4 separate regions of the Mus musculus genome follow, and all the other regions are linked to region 4. The links are chromatin contacts, called in public promoter capture Hi-C maps. All regions are on one chromosome and are shown on one strand. The core of a region is the stretch at or near the end of the contact, and the rest is flanking DNA. Distances in the headings are between cores, read along the strand shown. Region 1 holds the start of Usp54 (ubiquitin specific peptidase 54). Region 2 holds the start of Chchd1 (coiled-coil-helix-coiled-coil-helix domain containing 1). Region 3 holds the start of Ndst2 (N-deacetylase/N-sulfotransferase (heparan glucosaminyl) 2). Region 4 holds the start of Fam149b (family with sequence similarity 149, member B).

The links. Promoter capture Hi-C pulls out the DNA fragments that hold promoters and counts their contacts.
Region 1: a contact with region 4 is called in a promoter capture Hi-C map of second pharyngeal arch cranial neural crest. The contact joins the promoter of Usp54 here to the promoter of Fam149b in region 4. A contact is called at or near these places in 8 of 39 promoter capture datasets (the C10 cell line, the HPC-7 cell line, cranial neural crest and 5 more) and 1 of 115 datasets of contacts at active chromatin or transcription factors (embryonic stem cells).
Region 2: a promoter capture Hi-C map of the HPC-7 cell line shows a contact between it and region 4. The contact joins the promoter of Chchd1 here to the promoter of Fam149b in region 4. A contact is called at or near these places in 12 of 39 promoter capture datasets (the C10 cell line, the HPC-7 cell line, cranial neural crest and 7 more), 2 of 484 Hi-C or Micro-C datasets (both in B cells), 11 of 115 datasets of contacts at active chromatin or transcription factors (the SCID.adh cell line, double positive thymocytes, effector CD8 T cells and 6 more) and 5 of 9 other capture datasets (adipose tissue, embryonic stem cells, liver and 2 more).
Region 3: a contact with region 4 is called in a promoter capture Hi-C map of pre-B cells, with 2.5 times the contacts expected there. The contact joins the promoter of Ndst2 here to the promoter of Fam149b in region 4. A contact is called at or near these places in 7 of 39 promoter capture datasets (the C10 cell line, cranial neural crest, fetal liver and 4 more), 1 of 484 Hi-C or Micro-C datasets (embryonic stem cells), 4 of 115 datasets of contacts at active chromatin or transcription factors (bone marrow-derived macrophages, embryonic stem cells, pancreatic cancer cells and 1 more) and 2 of 9 other capture datasets (adipose tissue and liver).

The regions. Positions count from the first base shown.
Region 1 is chr14:20,616,436-20,619,622 of GRCm38.p6, forward strand. Usp54 (ubiquitin specific peptidase 54) reads right to left here and starts at 1,919. Exons shown (of 21, transcript NM_030180.2): 1 at 1,858-1,919.
Region 2 is chr14:20,701,533-20,704,343 of GRCm38.p6, forward strand. Chchd1 (coiled-coil-helix-coiled-coil-helix domain containing 1) reads left to right here and starts at 1,495. Exons shown (of 3, transcript NM_025366.3): 1 at 1,495-1,665; 2 at 1,758-1,876; 3 at 2,589-2,811. The coding sequence starts at 1,542. The coding sequence ends at 2,702. 6230400D17Rik (RIKEN cDNA 6230400D17 gene) reads right to left here and starts at 1,567. Exons shown (of 1, transcript NR_029446.1): 1 at 480-1,567. It overlaps Gm25328 (a small nuclear RNA gene), which reads left to right; the gene lies at 1-97.
Region 3 is chr14:20,733,270-20,736,380 of GRCm38.p6, forward strand. It overlaps Ndst2 (N-deacetylase/N-sulfotransferase (heparan glucosaminyl) 2), which reads right to left and starts at 1,293. Exons shown (of 15, transcript NM_010811.2): 1 at 946-1,293; 2 at 281-375. Camk2g (calcium/calmodulin-dependent protein kinase II gamma) reads right to left here. Exons shown (of 21, transcript NM_001360186.1): 21 at 1,604-3,111.
Region 4 is chr14:20,346,501-20,349,535 of GRCm38.p6, forward strand. It overlaps Fam149b (family with sequence similarity 149, member B), which reads left to right and starts at 1,662. Exons shown (of 14, transcript NM_001024512.2): 1 at 1,662-1,894. The coding sequence starts at 1,848. Ecd (ecdysoneless cell cycle regulator) reads right to left here and starts at 1,621. Exons shown (of 14, transcript NM_027475.3): 1 at 1,294-1,621; 2 at 111-321. The coding sequence starts at 315.

The sequences.
Region 1 (3,187 bases), core at 669-3,168, 270 kb after region 4:
AATTATTTTACAATCATTATAAACACATTAGTACCTGGGCTATTTTGCACAATTATGAAAATACATTGACAGTAACACTAAGAGGAAAATTGCAGAGGAAGCCAATGATAACAGCATCTTGACTCATTTCTGTCAGGAGAACACTGGCACAGAATGGTACGAGCAACTCCAGTGTGAGAAAGCAAGCACGTGACTGGGAAGGGAGGTGACAGAGAGTACAAAGCAAGGAATCAGAAAGAACACAAACAAAGCTCTCTTCAGTGAGAGCAGTAAAAACCAGGAGGTACTGAAATCTATCCTAAAAGTCTTTCATATTCTCAAAAGCTACTGAACTCCAGCCTTTGAGTCAGTTCAAATGTTAACCCTACCACTTACAAGGGAGTGGGGGTGGCCTTCCATACTGCTCTTTCACTGGAAACTTGTAATAATGGTAGCAACTACTCAAATGAACATTACTGGACACACAGCATGTCCTTAGCTCTTTTTTTTTATTAGATATTTTCTTTATATACATTTCAAATGCTATCCCGAAAGTTCCCTATACCCTTCCCCCACCCTGCTCCCCTAGCCTCCCCCACCCCCACTCCCGCTTCTCGGCCCTGGCGTTCCCCTGTGCTGGGGCATATAAAGTTTGCAATATCAAGGGGCCTATCTTCCCAATGATGGCTAACTAGGCCATCTTCTGCTACATATGCAGCTGGAGACAAGAGCTCTGGGGGTACTGGTTAGTTCAGTGTTGTTCCACCTATTGGGTTGCAGACCCCTTCAGCTCCTTGGGTGTCCTTAGCTCTTAAAAGGTGGGAGTCATTCTCATACTGCAAGGGTCTGAAGAGGACAGGGAGAAGTTCTACCTATGCATGATAAGGAAAAATACTATCTACTTGTCAGGGTTGTAGTGAAAATTAGAAATATATGTGTAGCATTTAGCATAGAACCTAGGAGATCAAGAAATTATTATTGTACAAGCACAACCTCCACTTATAAAGCAGATTCAACTAAACAGCAATAAAATCTCAGTAAATTTTCCTCATATTGTTAGTAGCAGTTCTACAGAACCCAAAGCTTTTAAAAAATGTGAGTGCAAGCGCACACACACACACATGCATGCACCCCACTATTTCTTAGATGAAGGTCAAAATATACAATCCAAGAAAATAATAGCATTATGAAATACTGTTCAAATGGCATTGGAATAACCTGAGCATCAAATATAAAACATTTTATTTTCAAAGGATCAAAATACCTCATACCAGAAGGGAAAAGGTCTAATGACCAAATCTAACTTCCTAAAGTACTCTCTAGAAGCAAGCATCTGCCACTCTGAAATACTCAGCAAACCACTTCCCAGAATGAAAACATACTGTCAAAATCTAAATGAATTTTACCAAGAACATTCTGGTGATGGAAAAGGACATCACTCTGCGTCTGAAAGTAATGTTACTGCACAGGTTAGCCAAAAAACAGGACCTCTGTTACTTCCTTAGCCCATATATTGAGTTTGAAAAATAAATACAAAGAATACAACCTTCTAACAAATAACTTGTTTTAAGGAAATTCAAAACACTAAACCTACAACTCTTTTCTTTAAACTTGTAAATCTCCCCTTTAATTCTAACAAGTTCATATATACAATATATGTTAGAGGAAGAAAATAAAATTCACAAATTTAACATCTGGTTGGAGAAAGAAAAAAAAAAAAGACAACATAAAAAAATCTCCTGAAAATTGAGTTCAAAACTCAATTTCAAAGTAAGCTATTAGAGGGGTGAGGGTGGGGTGGGCTGGAATAACTTCACAAACACTACTCAGTCATGGTATCCTCCCTCTACACAGTTTTAATACAACTACAATGCTTACCAGACAACCCATTCGAGCTCAGGAAAAAACTGCAAGCACTCACAAGGGCATCTGTGGGGCAGTGACACAGACCGGAACAGAGGCTAGGGTACAGAGGGAGGAGACAAGCGCAAGGAGCAACAGTGGGAAACTGTTCATCTAACCACAAAGGCACACAACAGGATGTCAGGGATAAAACAATTTTTTTGCCAACTACCAGGAACAATTCATTGAGAAGCTAAAACTGAAGGAACTAACCAGAACTCTGGGAAAGACTTATGACGAACGTCACAGGAGGTTTACAACAACTATATGAGAGGCTGCTTCATCCAGAGGCACTCCTGAAGGCAAGGTCATCGGAAAGTAAGGTTTGCAGGGTGGCAGCTGCTTCCAAAGGGCTGGTCCTAAAAGAACTCTTTGTGTGGTGTCTGTGAGAAGACACCTTTGCAGTGCCCTAGAGAACCACCAAAAACAATGCTGTCTGAGTCAATTCAAAGTCCCAAGACTATCTGCAGTGAAACCATTGTAATGGGCAAAAGTCTTCCGTCTTAAACACTAAAATGGGCCATGCTATTAAAGAAATTAGGAAACTGTATGAATAGAAATTATGTAAACCAAGCTGCTGGGGTTGCCAGTCGATTTAAAACAAGAACTGACTCTAAAGGTTCTTCCAGCCAAGATCTCCACACCTCTTTAGGGAGCTGCAGTTGGATCCCACCCTAAAACATGTGATCAGTCAAACAGAACTTGCATTTGCAGGCAGGGCATAAAGGCCAAGAAGACCAACACACATGTATCTGTGTATCACTCTGCTTATTAAACAGCTTTATTGAAATGAGTTGTTTTATAAGCATACTGAGGAAAAAACTCATCAGCAAAATTCTTGCCATTTATGAAAGTTGGCTTTATTTCTAAACCTTGAGAGAAAATCCTTGGTCACTAAAAAAAGATTTAATTAAAGTTTATTGGTGAAATTAAACAACCATGGACACTGTCCAAAACTAATTAAGCTTACATTTTAACAATATGCTTAAAAGTAAAGCAGTCCTTTGGCAGCAAAGCAAGTGCCAAGTTTAAAAGAAGAAAGCTATTGGTTCTCTTGCTCACTATCAGTATTCCAACCAAGTCTTCTAATACATAGTGCCAAGGCACAGAAGTGCCACACCAAGGCAAAAGCACAGACTTCTACTGATCAGTACTAAATGGAAAGAAAGATGCCCAAATTGTACTTGGTCTTTTCTCTATGAGAAAATATTTAACAAAGCAAATTGAGAAAAAATTACTTTGGCTCACAGCAGGAAAGGCTTAGCGGAAGAAGCCCGGACAACTGGTCACCCTGCAGTGGTAGTCA
Region 2 (2,811 bases), core at 245-2,744, 350 kb after region 4:
TGGCAGCCTATATACTAAAACGGGGACGATACAGAGAAGATTAGCATGGCCCTTGCACAAGGATGACACGCAAATTCGTGAAGTGTTCCATAGTTTTGTAAAGTGGATAAAAAAGATTTGTTAGCAAATGCAAATTAAAGTTTGGGAAAGAAAAGAAATTTACCCATGTGTGCGTTCGAGGTGTTGGTAGAAGTAATTATGAGCCCTGCAACGTGGATGCTGGAAACCAAACAGTCCTCTGGAAGAGCTAAAAACACTCTTTAAGCACGGAGCTACCTCTCCAGACCCTGAGCTAGCTAAGATTTCAAAGTAGATGTTGGGGTACATAAGGTCACAAACAATATAAATGTGTGTGACAATAAAAAAGGTGCCTTGATGGCTGCCGGTAGGGTGTGGTAAGAGAGGGAAAACCCCTCTGATGTGAACCCAGTGTTAATCTTGGGATTCGCCAGAAAAACGAAGTCCACCATTTTGGGCTAAATTTAAAGCAAGCTTTATTAGATACTAAATACTGACCAAAAGATGGACTTTTTGGTCAGGCCCATTCCTGGAATTTCCCTCCTGAATTAGCTATGTGACTCCGGAAGAAAGGCATCCACGTAGGCTATCAAGGGAGAATTCCAAACATCTGAGGTAAAAAATGTCAGCAAATATACCTTGCTCTAAAGTAGACATCATATAAACTACAGGACTGCTGGATTCCGCTTCCATTAGCAGAAATGTCTTGAATTCATTTGCAAATACCAAAGAATCTATATATAGCACATCTTTTGATTCGGTTTTGTAAACAGTTAAGTCAAACACTCAAGTCCAACAAATCACAACTGGAGGTCTATAAAAAGAAGTGATATAGTTGCTCTAATATTAAATGTTGTGTATGTCACACGTAAATGTTACAACGTTCACCCTACTGTGCGATCATTCCAAACGAGTAAACAGTATCTACCTAGCAGTCCATGTAAGAGTTGTAAAAAGCAACCATTTTATTATTTTGGTTTTTCTGCTACAGAGTTTCTCTGTGTAGCCCTGGCAGTCCTGGAGACCAGGCTGGCCTCAAACTCAGATCCGCCTGCCTCCCCGCCTCCCCGCCTCCCCACCTCCCCAGTGCCGGGATTTAAAGGCGAGCGTCACCACCGCCTGGCAAAAGGAATCATCATTCTCACAGACTTGTTAAAACAAAAGTCCTTTGCAATCCAAAATCCTTAACTCCAGCCCCACGGGATCCAACGCCTTCCCCTGGCCGCCACGGACGCGGCACTCACGTGGTGCCCACACGCAGACACCGACTCACAAATAAGTGGCAGCCGCGGACACGGGGCCCCTGAATCCTGCCGGGTCCCGAGCACGCAAAGGGCGCGCACAACCTATAGCATCCTAACCTGCTGTCGGCTGCCGGCCCGACGGGGTTCGAATCCAGTGTCACCGTGAGGCCAAGACCCGGAAAGTGCGCGCACAGCTGCCCGTTGTCCGCACGCCAAGCGCGTAGAGGTCAAGAGGGGTCACGCACGGCGCCGCGGAGCCTACTGGGAACGCTGTGCAAAATGGCGACGCCCAGTCTACGCGGCCGCCTGGCGCGGTTTGCGAACCCGGGAAAACCTATACTGAAACCCAACAAGCCTCTTATCTTAGCTAACCGCGTCGGGAACCGACGTAGAGAAAAGGGAGGTGAGCACTTGGAGCGGGGGCGGCTAGGTAATCTCGGGGGAGAGGTGTTAGGTCGCCCTGTGGCTGAAGGTCTCCCAGTTCTTCCCCTCCAGAGGCAACCTGTATCACGGAGATGTCGATGATGATGGCTTGCTGGAAGCAGAATGAATTCCGCGACGAGGCGTGCAGGAAAGAGATCCAGGACTTCTTCGATTGTTCTTCCAGGGCTCAGGTGATGTCTGGCTCCTAGCGTGCCTTCTTGGGAAAAGAAAGGGGAATACAAAGAAATGGTTCAAGCCGGGCGTGGTGGCGCACGCCTTTAATCCCAGCACTTGGGAGGCAGAGGCAGGTGGATTTCTGAGTTCGAGGCCAGCCTGGTCTACAAAGTGAGTGCCAGGACAGCCAGGGCTACACAGAGAAACCCTGTCTCGAAAAACCAAAAAAAAAAAACCAAACGCAAAGAAATGGTTCACACCGCCCTGTGTTAAATTATGTACAGAGTCTCCCATTCATCTGTGACTGGCTCACCCTCACCAAAGTGAGAAAAAGCTAAGTTTTGTCATAGGTTGATCTTCACTAATTTGCTAGCCAGAATAGTAGTTTGAGATGATAACAATCATTTGTACATCCCCAATCCCTTTAAATCCCCTTTTTGTTCCTTTGGGTTTTTTGTTTGTTTGTTTGGGGTGTGTGTGTGTGTGTGTGTGTGTGTATGTGTGTAAGTGCTTGCGTGCTTGAAAATGCAGGGACACATCTGTGGGCACCAGTGCTGTGTGGTGGCCTGAGGTAAACGTCTGGAATTTTCCTCCATTCCTCTTCCACTTTATTCCTTGAGGCAGGGTCTCTTGGGGTTTGGAATATTATAAAAATTATGGGTCTAGGTCAGAATAAGCTAAAGAACTGTGACTTTGTTTTTTGTTTTCTGTTTTCTGTTGTGTTTTCAGGAAGCCAGGAAGATGAGATCAATCCAGGAGTCTCTGGGACAGTCCGAGAGTTTATCTCCCCACAAGATGACCAAGTTGTTACAGAGATTTCCCAACAAATCTCATCTCATCTGAAAATGGAGAAATATTTTCAATGAACTCTCATTTCCAAAAGCTATACAGAGAGGCACGTTTGGGAGGTTTGCGGTTTGCATTTGCATTGCTACGAGTTTTTGAAGGGTAA
Region 3 (3,111 bases), core at 43-2,542, 390 kb after region 4:
CTACCTCTCCAGCCCCAACAATACTTTTCATTTGAGACACACTGCAAGTACTTGCTCAGCCACACAAACAGAAGGTGAAGCAACTGGCGTCACTGAGCAGAGGGCACAAACTGATAAGCTCTTGTGGTCAGTAGTTTAGGATATCTTAAAAGTTTATCAGTAAATGCAAGAAGCACCTGTATTTAATGTCAGCTCTAACAGTTATGAAAACACATATAACTAGTAGTAGTTCCATTTTACACACGCATAATTTCTGGCCCAGAGAAGTTTAGTAACTTACCCGAGATTACAAAGCTCCGTTTGTGGATGAACTGGGATTCAAAGGTCAGGCCTGTCAACCTCCTGTGTTGTAACCACTGTATTTTAGCTTCATACCTAGAGGAAGCCAGTGAGATTTAGAGAGGGGATCATGTGAGAACTTTTGGTGGGGGAGCAGTGGGATGACTAAGTTGGAGGAAGAACATGTGTGTGGCAGTGGAAAGTTTCTGAGGAAGGAGAAACCTAAGGGTCGTCTGCCAAAGTGGGCAGCAAATACAGGGTCAGGGTGGGCTGGAGGTGTGGGCCCACCACTGGAATAAACAACAGGGGCCACGCTGTGGGAGGAAGGACCTGACCTTGAGGATAGAAGGACCCTCCTGCGGGAACTACGGGAAATGGGGAGCCCACAGGTGGGGGAGCTGGAGGGAAAGGGGCAGGGGTGCGGCCGAGAGTTGGCATCCAGACAGGCACTGGGTTTAAGAACCCCGTGTGCCCTGGGCGGAGTGGCCAGAATAAGGCAACTGAGGGGAGGCCAGCGGCTGGGACTCGGGGCAGGGTGCACAGGGCCAGATGGGTGGTCGCCCAGGACGACCCTGCGGGTGGTTTCGGTGGCGACACTCGCAGGAAGTCTGATCGCGAAAACCGAGGGCGACCGTGGACGGGAGACTGCTCTCAAAGATGGCTCACCCGGTGGAGTGGGCGGCGTCCCCGCTGTCCCCGGGCCCTGCCGCGTCCCGGGGCTGCCCGGCTTCCCTGCTCGCGGGGCCTCGGGCCGCGTCGCGGCGGCTCCGCCATCTCCGAGCGAACGCTCCGCCGCAGTCGGGCTCAAGTACCGCTCCCACCAGGGGGAGGCGGCGCGCTGCGGCTCGTGGTGCCCGCTCAGGTCCGCGCGCTCCCCGAGCGTGGCCGCTGCGTGACCGGGACCTGGGATAAGCCGACGGCCCTCCGCAGTGCTCAGCCCAGCCGCAGCCTCCCAGCCCTCCGGCCTCGCGCTCAGCCCACCAGGGTGGACCCCGTCCTCCACGCCGGGTGGCACAGTCTGCGGAGCGTCGGGGCGGGCCCAGGGCCCAGGCCTGTCCACTCAGACCCGCGGAGGAGGGAGCCCGCGTACCAAGGGCGGGGCCACCTCCGCCTGGGGCGGGGCGAAGACTCGGCCCACCGCCTAAGAGGCTACTTCCTCCCTGCCACCCCCCAATACAGCAGCCCAGGCTGAGTTTATGAGAAGTTTTCTTCCTTGCTCCCCAAGGGAATGGGCAAAAAGATGTTCGTCTCCTAGTGAAGCCTTGTCACGCAGGCTGCTAAAATCTAAGCCCACGGCTACGAGCCTCCAACAGCAATAACACAATGGACTGTTTAAAGGTTATTTTATTAAATATCTTCAAGGTTTCATTGTAACAAAGCTATGAAGGGACTACCAACATTCAGAACAAACACTATTTTAAATTATTTCTATGTCATCATGCAAAAGTTCTGCATCAAATGCCTTCCATTTCCTGTTTAAAAGGTGGTTTGTTTTTTAAATAGTCTATTAATAGTCTATAGATGCTGACATTAGCCCCAGAAGTGGAGTAAGAACGCTAAGAAGTGGGGCTGGAGCAGCCACATGAAGCTATGGGTCTCAAAGAGCTCTAAGACCATTTGTTGTCTTCAAGCCAGCAAAACCAAACCCTGTGATGAAGGTATCTGTTGGCTGGCACTGCAGGCTGCAGGGCAGGAAGGGTCTAGGGTCCAGGGTCTGAGGCATGCACAAGTGCTTGAGGAGCCTGGCTAAATTCAAGCACCAGCACCCATGCGTTTGTTCTCTTCTCAGCTGGCTCCATACTCTGTAGTTCTCTTTTCCCAGCTCCTGTGCCTCCTGAAGGTCACCCAAGGAGCTGAAATCTACCCCCCCCCCCAATGCAGATAATGTGCAGTTGTTTGGTGGGAGGGAACCAAGACTATGACCAATTGCCTCTTCCATTATCTTCTCTGTTATCTGCCTAAGGTACAGACCTTTTCTTCCTGGAATGGACCTCCTTGAGCACAGAGAGGGACAATGAATGCAGGAGCCTTGGCTCTGGACCCCTTTGTGGGTACATGCAGGCGAGGGGGTGATGCCCATGCAGATTGTCCAGCAGAAAAGTCTATACTTCGGTTGGTCAATAAAGAGCCTCTTTAAAGAGGACACTTCTCACCCAAGCAGTCAGTTCGATCTCAAACCCAGGGAAAGAGTTGGGCGTGCAGCATGGGAAGAAGGGAGGCAGCCCAGAGGGCAGCCAGAATGCATAGAAACAACCACCAACTCTTACCCACTGCCTCACTCCTCCCATCCCACAGGGGCACTTGGCAGAGGGCCCAGGCCTAGATGAGGGTCAGCATGGGGACCACCACCATGAAAATACAAGACAAAGATGGTCCAGATCAGCACACAAACAACTGCCAAAAGTGGCAAAAGGAGCCCTGGCCAACGACTTCTGGATCTCTCCTTGTTATGTCAGGAAAACCAACAGGAAACAAAGTAGCAATCCCTCCCCCTTTCCACCAGCAGAAATCGGGCCTCAGTCTCAGGCCCACGTGCATTGTGCATCCTCTAGAAATGGATGAGTTAAGTGCATGTCAGACGAACTCGAGGTTTCTCATTGGCGGACACACTTCTGCAGCACCAATTCTCTTCCTGTCTACGCTAACTGGACCGGTACAGCAAAGTCCAGGCTTTCAGTCCTGAGGCCACGCCTCACAGCTGCCTCCACACACAGCAGGCTGGCAGTGCTGCATTCTCTCCAATGTAGGTCCAGCGGCCACGGTGTTTGCGTCTTTCTCATACTAGGTGTCAATGCATGGTCTGACGAAGTCCACTCCTAGAACTGGGGTGAT
Region 4 (3,035 bases), core at 412-2,911:
CCATAAAGATATTCTATAGAGTTAAAGTTAGGGGCTTGGCTATATGTGGGCAGACGTCAGTGGCTTTTAAGGTTATGGAACAAGTCTCTCAGAAGGAAGGCTTACTTTACCTTTTGCAGGCTTGTATTTGAGATTGAAAGGCTGATTCTGCCAGATATAAGGGACCAGTATGGGTGCGAACTGGGTCATTATCCGTTCAATGTACTTCTGAAGAATCTCTCTGTGCTCTTCTGTGCCTCTGGCTTTATCTGGTATCAGGAAGAGATGGTACTCCACAGCATCCTCTACCATTGCGAGCTTTCCACTGCCCTCCATTCTTCTCTAAAAATGGCCATCAAAGTTCAAGGGACATAAGCCACACAAAAGGAGAAATAACAGCATTCTCAGAATTCTTCTAGGTGACTACATTATTTCCCCCAAATTTGATACACACCTACCATCATGGTTCCGGCCTTTACCAGACACCACTTGATTTATCCTCTGAATAACAGACTTAAAACTATCTTCCTTAAAATTAAATTATGTGAACTGGAAACCTTGATATTATGGAGTAAATGAAAGTCCAACAACTCACTTCCCAAACCAAAGAAGTATGTGAGGATAAAAGTTAAAAATAGCTAGGTGTGCCTATGGTCTCAGCTGAGAGATCAAGGCAAAAGGATCACCTGGGTCCAGGATTTTGAGGCTAGGCTAGGTAACATAAGACGATCCTTTCTCACAAATAAATAAATGTTTGCCCTTCAGTCGGCAGCAGTGTGTGTAACACAGTTTGAAAACATTCCATTACTATCCATTATTCTCTCACACCTTCCAACCGTGCTTCAGTCGGTGGCATACTTTGGGCACTTTACTTTCTTGAGCTTTCTACTTAGTCGTGAAATGAAAGTGTTAGTCTGCCGTCTCTAAAACACCTTCCTTTAAAATTGTGTTACTAGGTGCGTTAAAAAGCAATGCCCCTTGCTCTACAGGGCTTCTATAGAAGATTTAAAAGTGCCAACACTTGCGTGTCGGAGTTTCGTCCCAAAATAATTGGTCATGGTTCCGGATGCCCACCTAACGCAGCAATTTAATTCCTAAGCTTACTTGGCTTTGCAATGAACCAATAAGGAACCTGCACCTTCTATGCAACTACCCACTCACCACTGTAAATTAGAATCGTGCTGCCTCTCACCCTGGCGGATCAAGGAAAAACTCTACCCACCCTCACCCTAAATCCAAGCAGGGCTCTTTATGTAGAATTTACAGAGTCAGAATTGGACTTGAGATCATGGGAATTAATGAAAAATGACATACCCGAGAGTACAGAAGAGGAGCCACCAGGAGCACTGTCCTGGCGCGGTATAGTGCTCCTTCACCAAACTAGACGCTCTTCTTCCACCTGACAAAAGTAAAGCGATCCCTTTCAATAGCTCTCTCGTGCGCCTCTGCTCTGGCACCTTTCCTTGGCTGCCTCTTCCAGCAGGACACTTGGTCAGAGGCGACCACCAACCGCCCAATCCCGGCCCATGCTGGGTCCTCGCGTTCGCTTGGGCCCTGATCCACGCCTGAACGCCTGCAAGTCGTGAGGCTCGGAACCCTGAGTATAGTCTCTAGTGCGCATCGGAGCCAATTTCCGAAAGACGCTGTACCTTCGTCACTTCCGCTCATGAGAGGAAGGAGGCAGGTCGGAAGACTATAGAGTGGGAACTCTGGGAGGTGGCGGTCCGGAATCTAAGCGACGGGGCGAGACGGGGCGAGACGGGGCCGGTAGGTGGCAGGAGGGGGCCGGGCCGGAGCCGGCGGGAGGGCCAGGCCCCGAGGCCCCCGCCCTGGCTTGCCCGCCCTGGCCGCAGAGGAGAAAAAGGAGGATGATCTCCAGATACACTCGGAAGGCCGTGCCGCAGAGCGTGGAGCTGTGAGTGGATTGCTCTGCTCGCCCAGCTTGGGCCGCCGGAGCTCAAGGGACCTTATAAGGCCCGTCCTCTCCTTTCCCGTCCCAGACATAGGGAGGGAAAATACTATCCCGGATTCTCACCTCCCAGCCCTGGTGGAAGCTGCCTTTTGTCTTTGGGTCACCAGCTTAGGGTGTGCCTTTGGGACTGTTAGGTCCTGAATTGAGGGAGTGCTGCATCCGTTGTTCCCACAGTGCTTTTGACCCCACTGAAGATAATAGCTTAAATGCTACAATAACGTTGAACGTGTCTAGTTCAGAACACCATGCAAAGCTGTTTGCTTGAATGCAATAGCGAAATCAGGTTGAGACCAACTTTGCACATCCTACAAATAAAGATCACAGGTCTAAAGGTTGTATCTAGAAGGTGGTGCAGCTCAGACGTACAAACCAAGGGTCAATCCGATTGTAAAGCCTGTTGTCAAGCAATTCACACATTGCCGTCACACCCCCTGCAAATAATGCTAAAAAGCAAGCACTTTGGTAGTTTAAAAACCTGCTTTGTACCCTTAGTAAAGTGTAACATAGAGCCTTATATCTACTGACTGGTACTTTGCAATTTCAAAAGAACCTGCAGTTTCTTGGTCCTTTCAGCAGTTCTGAAAGATTGCTGTAACTAGCTTCTGTTGCTCAGATAAAATTAGAAAGCTTCCACATCTGAACCCAATAGGGCCTGAACGTTTAAACCAAGTCCCATTGGTCCTCCTCATTGAAGTAAGCAATTTCAACAGCCATACACTTATTATGCATTCCAATAACATTCATTTAAAGTCACACCTGAGATTTTTAGATGGATACTTTTCTTGCCACTTAGCTTTTAGGAAATTTAACTAGATCTGGGCCTTCCTGTCTATGTATACAACTAAGATGTACAAGTATACCTAAAATGATGACGTAGGGCTGGTACATAATAGATCCTCAATAAGTGATAGCACTACTTTCTTCTTCCCGCCTTTACTTGGTAAAAGAGCCATACAAAGAAGAGAACCTCTCCTTGCTTTTCAGAAGCATGTTATCTATTAAGGAATATGTTATTTGCACAACAGCAAATCAGATAATAAGCTCCTTAGGGAATAAAACTAAGAAATAATCATTTCCCCAAAGT